Regions from separate parts of the Oryctolagus cuniculus genome. Here region 2 is linked to region 1. The links are chromatin contacts, called in public Hi-C maps. All regions are on one chromosome and are shown on one strand. Each heading gives the region's core, a stretch centred on a gene start, on an enhancer-like site or on the middle of the called end of the contact. The rest is flanking DNA. Distances are from core to core; before and after follow the strand shown.

Evidence for each region. Hi-C and Micro-C count contacts between places; a contact is called where the count stands out from the background.
Region 2: a Hi-C map of an unstated tissue shows a contact between it and region 1, with 2.6 times the contacts expected there. The contact joins the promoter of AQP6 here to the enhancer-like site in region 1. A contact is called at or near these places in 2 of 6 Hi-C or Micro-C datasets (ear pinna and an unstated tissue).

The regions. Positions count from the first base shown.
Region 1 is chr11:53,141,082-53,145,310 of mOryCun1.1, forward strand. It overlaps NCKAP5L (NCK associated protein 5 like), which reads right to left. Exons shown (of 13, transcript XM_051845450.2): 13 at 3,359-4,185. The coding sequence ends at 3,973. Among named protein-coding and RNA genes, the nearest start is that of TMBIM6, 24 kb to the left of the region's middle. Within about 2 kb of position 2,105, at least 2 of the 8 cell types and tissues checked have an H3K27ac peak or open chromatin away from gene starts, as enhancers often do.
Region 2 is chr11:53,313,188-53,317,252 of mOryCun1.1, forward strand. AQP6 (aquaporin 6) reads left to right here and starts at 1,322. Exons shown (of 4, transcript XM_008256432.4): 1 at 1,322-2,779; 2 at 3,196-3,354; 3 at 3,501-3,581. The coding sequence starts at 2,387.

The DNA of each region.
Region 1 (4,229 bases), core at 855-3,354:
ATTGGATTAGGGCCCAGCCAGATGACCTCATGTTAACTCGATTCTTTCTGTACAGATACAGATCCCATCTCCAGTAGAGGCCACATTCTGATAGTTGGGGGGTTGGGGGATCCCGACACATTTTGCCCGTAGCATCTGCATGCCCTGCATCAGCCATCATTTCTTCCTAACCCATTCCTGGCTGCGCTCTGTTGCCCAAGTTTTAATGAAGATTTTATTTGAGAGAGTTACAGAGGGAGAAATAGAGAAAAGTTTTCCATCCACTGGTTCACTCCCCAAATGTCCACAACAGGTGGAGCTGGGCTGATCTGAAGCTGGGAGCTTCTTCCAGGTCTCCCATGTGGGCCAGCACCGTGGCTCACTTGGTTAATCCTCCGCCTGTGGCACTGGCATCCCAGTTGCTCCTCTTCCAGTCCAGCTCTCTTCTGTGGCCTGGGAGGGCAGTGGAGGATGGCCCAAGTGTTTGGGCCCTGCACCCGCATGGGAGACCAGGAGGAAGCACCTGGCTCCTGGCTTCAGATCGGTGCAGTGCGCCGGCCGTGCTGGCCATTTGGGGGGTGAACCAATGGAAGGAAGACCTTTCCCTCTGTCTCTCTCTCTCACTAACTGTCAAAAAAAAGAATGTAAAATTCTGAAGTCCAGGCATAGTTTCTCATAATACTCATTTTGTCATGAGCTTTTTATAAATGCCTCATACTTTATCATTTGTATGTCTTTTTATATTTTAACAGTTAAAAAAGTTTCTTGGCCACTCCAGGATCACAGAAATGCTCACCTGCATTTACCTGGAATTCCTGTGGCTTGGAGGCTTGGATGCACTCACCCGGGCCACAGGCAGGGGGCGCTGCATGCACAGCGCGGTGGTTTCTTTTTTGAGACTTTTTTTTCGATAAAGAAAACAAAACATACTATTTGTAGAAAGTCTTTAAAAAAAAAAAAAGAGTAAAGAAGGAAATAAAACAACACCGGCAACCAAGAGAAAACCTCAGTTTACATTTTTGGGACAACCCTTGGGGTTGGAGGGGGTTGGGTGTTCTGGACACGGCGGCCTCCTGTGCTTGGGAGGCAGTAGACAGGGTCTTGCACAAGCGGGAGGCAAGCCCACTCACCCACTGTCCACGGACACAGGCGCGAGGTCACTTGAATGCTGCCCGCAGATACTGCAAGCCCAAATACGAAGGGTCACGTGGGTTTTAGCCAAGCCCTTCCTTGAGTCCTAGAAGAAACTGGTTTCCCAGGACTCCTGCGGCTTGCCTGAGTGTCCCCCCAGCACCCCAGCCCAGCCCCTGAATTATTGCGGATGGGACATCCGGCCTGCGTGTTGGGTGCACACTTGTGTGGTTGTGGGATGGTGGTCTGGGTCCCCAAAGGGCTTTGGCTGCACGCTGGGGAATCAGCACGTGTGTGTGTGTGTGTGTGTGTGTGTGTGTGTGTGTGTACACGTGCTACATTAGGCCACTGTGCTGGAAGCCCAGGGGGCACTTCACATGTGCCACCACCAGAGGGCAGCACAGGGCAGCAGGTTGCTGGGAAGAGGGCAGCTGGGCCCTTGGGTCTCAGCCGGGATGAAGCGGAGTGAGAGTCAGACCCAGGCCCAACTCCTTCCCGGAAAGGCCACAGAACTCTCCTTCGGGCGAACAATGCCCAGTAGGAAATGAGGTAATCTTGCAGGCCCGAGCAGAGCAAAGCGCTTGAGAAACTCCAAGTCAGGAGGAGGACGCAGACTTCCCGGCAGCTTTTGGGAAACCAGTTTATTCTTGGCCCAGAAATCCAAAGGGCTAGAGAGAGAGAGAGAGAGAGAGAGAAAGAGCGAGAGCGACCTGGGAATAGAATGACCCGAGGAAATGGGATTGGGACTTCTCAACGAAACCAGGCTGCGAGGCTGACTCCTGACTTCAGGTCAGGCGAAGTCAAGCCCTGGCTCTCAGGAAAGCTCCCAGGGAGGGAGTTCAAGTCCAGGCAGAAGACAAGCCGGCACTGTGGTGCCACCCGCAGTGCTGGCGTCTTAGAGCCCTGAGCGAGCACTGGTTCAAGCCCCAAGCTGCTCCACTTCTGATCCAGCTCCCTGCTAATGCACCTGGGAAAGCAGCAGACGGCCCGAGTGCTTGAGCCCTGCACCCATGTGGGAGACCCGGATGACCGGAGTTCCTGACTCCAGGGTGCCCCAGACTGCGTTGTAACAACTATTTGGGAAGTGAACCAGCAAACGGAAGCTCTGTCTCTCCTTCTCTCTCAGTGTCACTCTGCCTTTGAAGTCAACCAATCCATCTTTTTAAATAAATAAACAAATACCAGTGCAAAGCTCACAGGCAAACAGTACCCCTGTCGGGTTCCACCACATCTCAGCCACAGGCAGGCACTCACTGAGCACCCCGGGCTGCACTGATCTACTTTGCATGTACTGGTGCTTTGGGAACTGTGGGGGTGTTTGAGGAGCAGTGTGTGCTGTCTTGCTCTCAGGGTGCACTGGGGGTTGGAGAGGCACTGCTGGAACGAGCTGGTGTGAAAGGAAGACCCACGAGCTCTCTGGTTGGCCACAGCACAGGCTGGGCCAGAGTTCTGAGTGGGCCCAGCCATCCTCCCTGCCCAGGGACTCCCCAAGCCGGGTCATAGACCTTTGGTACCAACATAAAGTAGGACGTGTTCCTACAGGAACCCCCCACATCACACACAAACTGTCCAGAGCCCTAGCCACACATCCAGGGCCTCCCAGCTCTGTCCCAGTGGCCTCCAAGTCAGCAGGAGGTGATGTGCAACAGGCTTTGTCACATTGCCACACCTTGCACCCCGGCCAGGAAGGAGGTCTTCCCAGTCCAACCCGCTGGCCATTGTGAGATGGGTGGGTTGTCACCTGGCCACCAGTAAATCATCACCAGCCAGAGGACCGGAAACCCACAGTTCCCTATGCCATGACAAGGAAGCTTGGGCCCTTCCCAACAGCCCAGTTTCCGATCCTTCCTTCCCAAACTGAATTCCCATGCCAGGGAACTTCTGGCTGAGATCTGAGCTAGGCATGTGGGGAGTGAGCACCTGGGAGACTGAGCAGAGGCTTGGAGGAAGCAGCGGATGACCCCCCCCCCCCCCGCCAGGGAGGCCCACAGCTGACCTGGCCTGAGGCAGCTTGGCCCCACCCCCGCCCAGAGCCCTGGGGTTGGGGTCGCTTAGTAGGCCTAAGCCACCCCGCGTCCCCAGCCTCTGCCCCTTTGAGGGTAACTCCAGCCAGCTCCACTTGCTGGCCGAGCAGTACACAGGGAGCCCAGGTCCCTGGCCAGTCACAGACTGGCGATGCCAGCTGGAAGGGAGACGCCCACCCCTGACACCCCCCGCCAAGTCCTCCCACATGACAGCCCAGCCAGAGTGCGAGGGGCTCCAGGTTTTATTAGGGATCCGGCAGAAGCAGAGGCTGGGAGCAGAGCAGCCACGTTGTGTAACGACACATAAATTAACCGCAGTGCGGGGCTGGGGGGAGGGGACCGGGCCGGGCACTTATATATATATATAAAAACCAGACAGACAAATCGACCCCAAGGACATGGGGCAGTGTGTGTGGGGGGGTGGGGTGGGGGCAGCACCATCCAGACAGCAGGGAGGGCCAGGGCAAGGCAGAAGGCAACTTGTCCCCCGCACCCCACACCCCACCAGTGCGGGATCCTGGGACGACCCCACGGGGCCTTCGGGGCAGGGAGCAGCCAGGTTGGGCAGAGATGGCACAGCTGGTGGGCCGGAAGCCCAGCACCACAAGATGGCTCAGCCCGACGTGGGGGCTGGGGGCTGGGCCACGGCGGCCGTGGGAGCCCCCGGCCCCTGCAGGAAGAGCCTTACTCTGGGTGAGAAGGGGCCGGGGCTGGGGGGGTCTCTCCCTGAGCTGAGCATGGGCGGTGGGCTATGCCGGGGACCCCCGTCACCTTCTTCTGATGCACCTGCCGCCTTGCGGCGTCTCAGGGCAGCACGGAGAGCGCAGGGGGCCGGCCCTCAGCCCTGACTCCCGCAGGAGGACAGCGAATCATACAGTGAGTCGCTGAGAGACTCCGAGGTCTCCAAGCCCGGAGGGCCTCCACTGGCCGCCCTGCCTTCCTCGCCCACATCCGACGTGCTAGGGGTGCGGCTGCCCCCGAAGGCAGGGCCTTGCGGCGGAGGGGACGGGCGGCTGGGCTCCAGGTTCTGCTTCCGGTCCACGGGCAGGGCCTGCGAAGGAGACGTAGCTGGAGGACGGCCCACCCCTTGTGCAC
Region 2 (4,065 bases), core at 72-2,571, 170 kb after region 1:
CAGTCTCAGATGAGAGTGGGTATAAGGCTGTGAGACTCACAGACCAGGGGCAGGCGCGCGGCCCAGCTGTTAAGGTTCCAGATAAGACGCCTGCATCCCACACAGCCCGCCTCCAGGTCCTGACTCCAGCTTCCTGCTGTGCAGATGCTGGGAAGCAGCGATTGGGTTCCTGCCACCCACGTGGGAGACCTGGCTCCTGGCCTTGGCCCACTCAGCCTCAGCTGTTGCAGGCATTTGGGGAGTGAACCAGTAGATGAGAGCTCTCTCCATCTCTGCCTCTGTGCCTGTCAAACAGATAATTTAAAAGAAAATAAGGGGCCGGCGCTGTGGCATAGCGGGTAAAGCCAATGCCTGCAGTGCTGGCATCCCATATGGGCACTGGTTCAAGTCCCGGCTGCTCCACTTCTGATCCAGCTCTCTGCTGTGACCTGGGAAAGCAGCAGAAAATGGCCAAGTCCTTGGGCCCCTGCACCCACGTCGGGGACCTGGAAGAAGCTCCTGGCTCCTGGCTTCGGATCAGCGCAGCTTCTGCTGTTGCGGCCACCTGGGGGATGAACCAGCAGATGGAAGACCTCTCTCTCTTCCCACTCCTTCTGCCTTTCAAATAAATCTAAAAAAAAAAAAAGAAAGAAAGAAAGAAAGAAAGAAAGAAAGAAAGAAAGAAAGAAAGAAAGAAAGAAAGAAAGAAAGAAGAATCACAGGCTGAAATGAAGCTGACACAAAAGTCATTTGCCTTCAGGAAGTCAAGAAATTTCATTCATGCACGCATGACCTCATTCCGTGAATGCTACCCCGGCACTCATTGTGGCCAGTCTCCATGCAAGACACTCCACGAAGGAATGGATAGGTCTCAGCTCCAGTCACACTGGGGAGACACATTAACACTGGGACAAGCCCCCCATGGGTGACTGCAGTGCACACAGCAGTGGGGGGGTCCTCACCCAGGGAATGAGCAAGTGGCCTTGAAGCTGAACCCTAGGATGGGATAGGAGTTACCCATGGAAAGGGCCCCCCAAAAAAGAGGGGAGACCCCCATGGGTAAGGGTGAGGTGAGGAGCAGGGAGAGGGGAGGGGAAAGAGGATCGCAGAGGGCCTTGTAAGCCAGGCGTGGAGTTTCCAGAGGGACTGAGGCTTTGAAGGGATTTTAGCCAGGGAGCAGCAGGATCAGATTTGCATTTTAGAAAGATCACTCGGGCTGCAGTGTGGAGAATTGATTGGAGCGGAGCAAGGGAGCAGAGAGGCTGGCTGTGGCTGCAGGGCGGCGGGGGTGGCAAGGAGGGCACAGAGAAGGAATCGTTAGGATTCAAAATCAGCAGGACTTACATTGGGATGGGACCAGGGACGGAGGGAGAGGAGGGCCCAGGGTGCTGCCCAGGTGCCTGCCACCCATGGAGCGCCGAGGGGGCCGGGAGAGGGGAGGGCCCCATCTAAGAGCCTGGGGACAGCAGGGACACCTGTGGGCAGGCGAGGCCAGGTGGATGTTCTTACAGCGCTGCTGTCTTCTCAAGGAGAGAGCCTAGGACAAGGCTGACCCCAGGGCCAGCATGGCCCAAAAGTGGGTAAGCTGCTCTGATTCCCAAATGAGAGGAATTTCTCCCCTCTCCCCGTCCTGAGAGGGGGGAGAAGCCCAGAGAGCCCTGGGAGAGGCGGGGGGATGGAGGGAGAGTGAAGGCCATTGGATGTTCCCACGTTGGACAGCAGAGGCGCCCGCTGCCATGGGTAGGGGCTGACCCAGTTTGAGAAGCTGTGGAATAAGCCCCTCCTCCGTCTGCCCCGCTGCCCCCTCCCCAGGCCCACATCCTGAGGGCTGTGGGCTCTGTTCTCTGTGAGCAGGATTTCAATTTCATATCTTAGGAGCTCAGAGCACTCAGCCAATTTGGGGACAGAGCCTGGAGGAGGGGACCTAGCCCAGGAGCCCCTGGGATGAGTGATCTTGCTCCATCTAAGCTGACCTTGGGGACAGAACGCCCTGGAAATCCAATGCTCCCCAGGTCTCCCCCCTGCTCCCGTGCCCTGAACCTGCAACCCTGGGGCAAGACCTCTACCTGCCGCATGAGCCGGGTTCAGCCAGGCTCGGAAAACTTCCTGCACGGTTCCAGCTCAGCGCCCAAGAGCACCCTTTATCCCACCTCCGTCCTTGCACCCTGTCCTGTCAGCTGAGCTCAGAGTGGAGCAGGCACACAGCACCACCCCTCACACCACCACCGAGGCGTACATAACCTACTGTCCCCGTGGGAGCAGCACGTTCCTCGCGACAGCCATGTGGTGAAAGAGAGGCAGGTGGACGGCCAGAGAAGCGCGCAGAGCTAGAGCCAGGCAGAGACACAGGGGACAGAGCAGAGGCCCTGGAGCAAGAGTGCGACAGCTGAGACGCAAGGCACAAGACATGGAGCCGGCGACATGCTGCTCAGGAAACAGGCTGGCATGCACGCTCTGGGCGGCCATCAGCCGGGCGCTGTTTGCTGAGTTCCTGGCCACGGGGCTGTATGTGTTCTTTGGCGTGGGCTCGGCCATGAAATGGCCCTCGGCACTCCCCTCTGTACTGCAGACTGCCATCACCTTCAACATGGCCACGGCCATGGTCGTGCAGATCTCGTGGAAGGCCAGCGGGGCCCACCTCAACCCCGCCGTGACGCTGGCCTTCCTCGTGGGCTCACACATCTCTCTGCCCCGAGCTGTGGCCTACGTGGTGGCTCAGCTGGCGGGGGCCACTGCGGGAGCCGCTCTGCTTTACGGGGTCACTCCAGGAGACATCCGAGAGACCCTCGCCATCAACATGGTAGGTGGAGCGGGGGGAGGGGCGAGTGGCAGGTGCATGGGCAGGGGACACCTGGCAGGGGCCAGGGGAGGTAGTTTAAGCAAGGGTGGGGTGCCAGGCCGGAGGAGAGGGAGGCAAGGAGAAAGCGGTTCAGCCACAGGCTCCACACCAGCTCACAGCCGGCCCTGGCACGCAGAGCAACCTGACCTTGGCCTTATCTGGGTAGGATAGGAATGGACTGTGGTGTGAGAAAGCTGAGAAGAAGCCACAGGGATCGCTTCTTCAGTCTAAGTTCTACTTCCCTGAACCCTCTCCTCCAGCTCCAGCTCTGCGAGGGTCCTGCGTCCCACCCGCCGGCGCCCCCGGGGGTGGGCGGAGCGGTCCTGCTGCGCAGGTGGAGCCCGCACCCACTCTCACGTCTGTCCCGGTTCCACCAGGTGCGGAATGAAGCCTCCACCGGGCAGGCGGTGGCGGTGGAGCTGGTTCTGACCCTGCAGCTGGTGCTCTGCGTCTTCGCCTCCACCGACAGCCGCCAGGCCTCGGGTTCCCCGGCTGCCATAATTGGGGCCTCTGTGGCAGTGGGCCACCTCATTGGGGTAAATACAGGACAGCAGCGAGGCCGTGCAGGCGCACGTGCTGGAAGTCCGGCGCGGGAGGCCGGGGCGGCGGTGTGCAGTGCGGCAGGTCTGGGACTCTGTGCTTTGGGCTCAGAGCCTCCCCACAGCACCCTGTCTCCTCGCAGCTCTACTTCACCGGCTGCTCCATGAACCCGGCCCGCTCCTTCGGTCCTGCCGTCGTCGTCGGAAAGTTCACCGTGCACTGGGTGAGGCCCTCGCTGGCCGCTTGGGAGAAAGAAGAGACCTCGCCTAACGGCAGTAGGCAGTAAAGGCTGGGTTTTGCCAGCAAAGGGCCCTGTGTGGTTCGGGGAGATAAGCGGCGCCCCCAGGCCATCCTGAGCCGCTTTGGCGCTTTGGCGTGGGGAGGACCCCCCTAGACTGGGAAGGCTGAGTGAGTCAGCCCCCCGCCCAGGGCTAAGTATCCCAGGGCACCCAGGGGACTGGCTAGCCCTGGCCCAGGTTTTCCATCTCCAGCTGGGCCACTTTTCAAGCTTGGATATAGAAAAAGACACACAGAAATAGCCACACGCTGCCGCCGAGACAGACTCGGGACTAAAACTGGGGCTGCAGGAGGGGAGGTGGGAGTGGGCGAGACTGGCCCTGGCGGGCTGCATGGAAGGCTCTCAATTTATCACCTTGTGCATGGCTGGGGAGTTCCTGGGAGACCACGTCAGAACTTGAGAAGCAGGC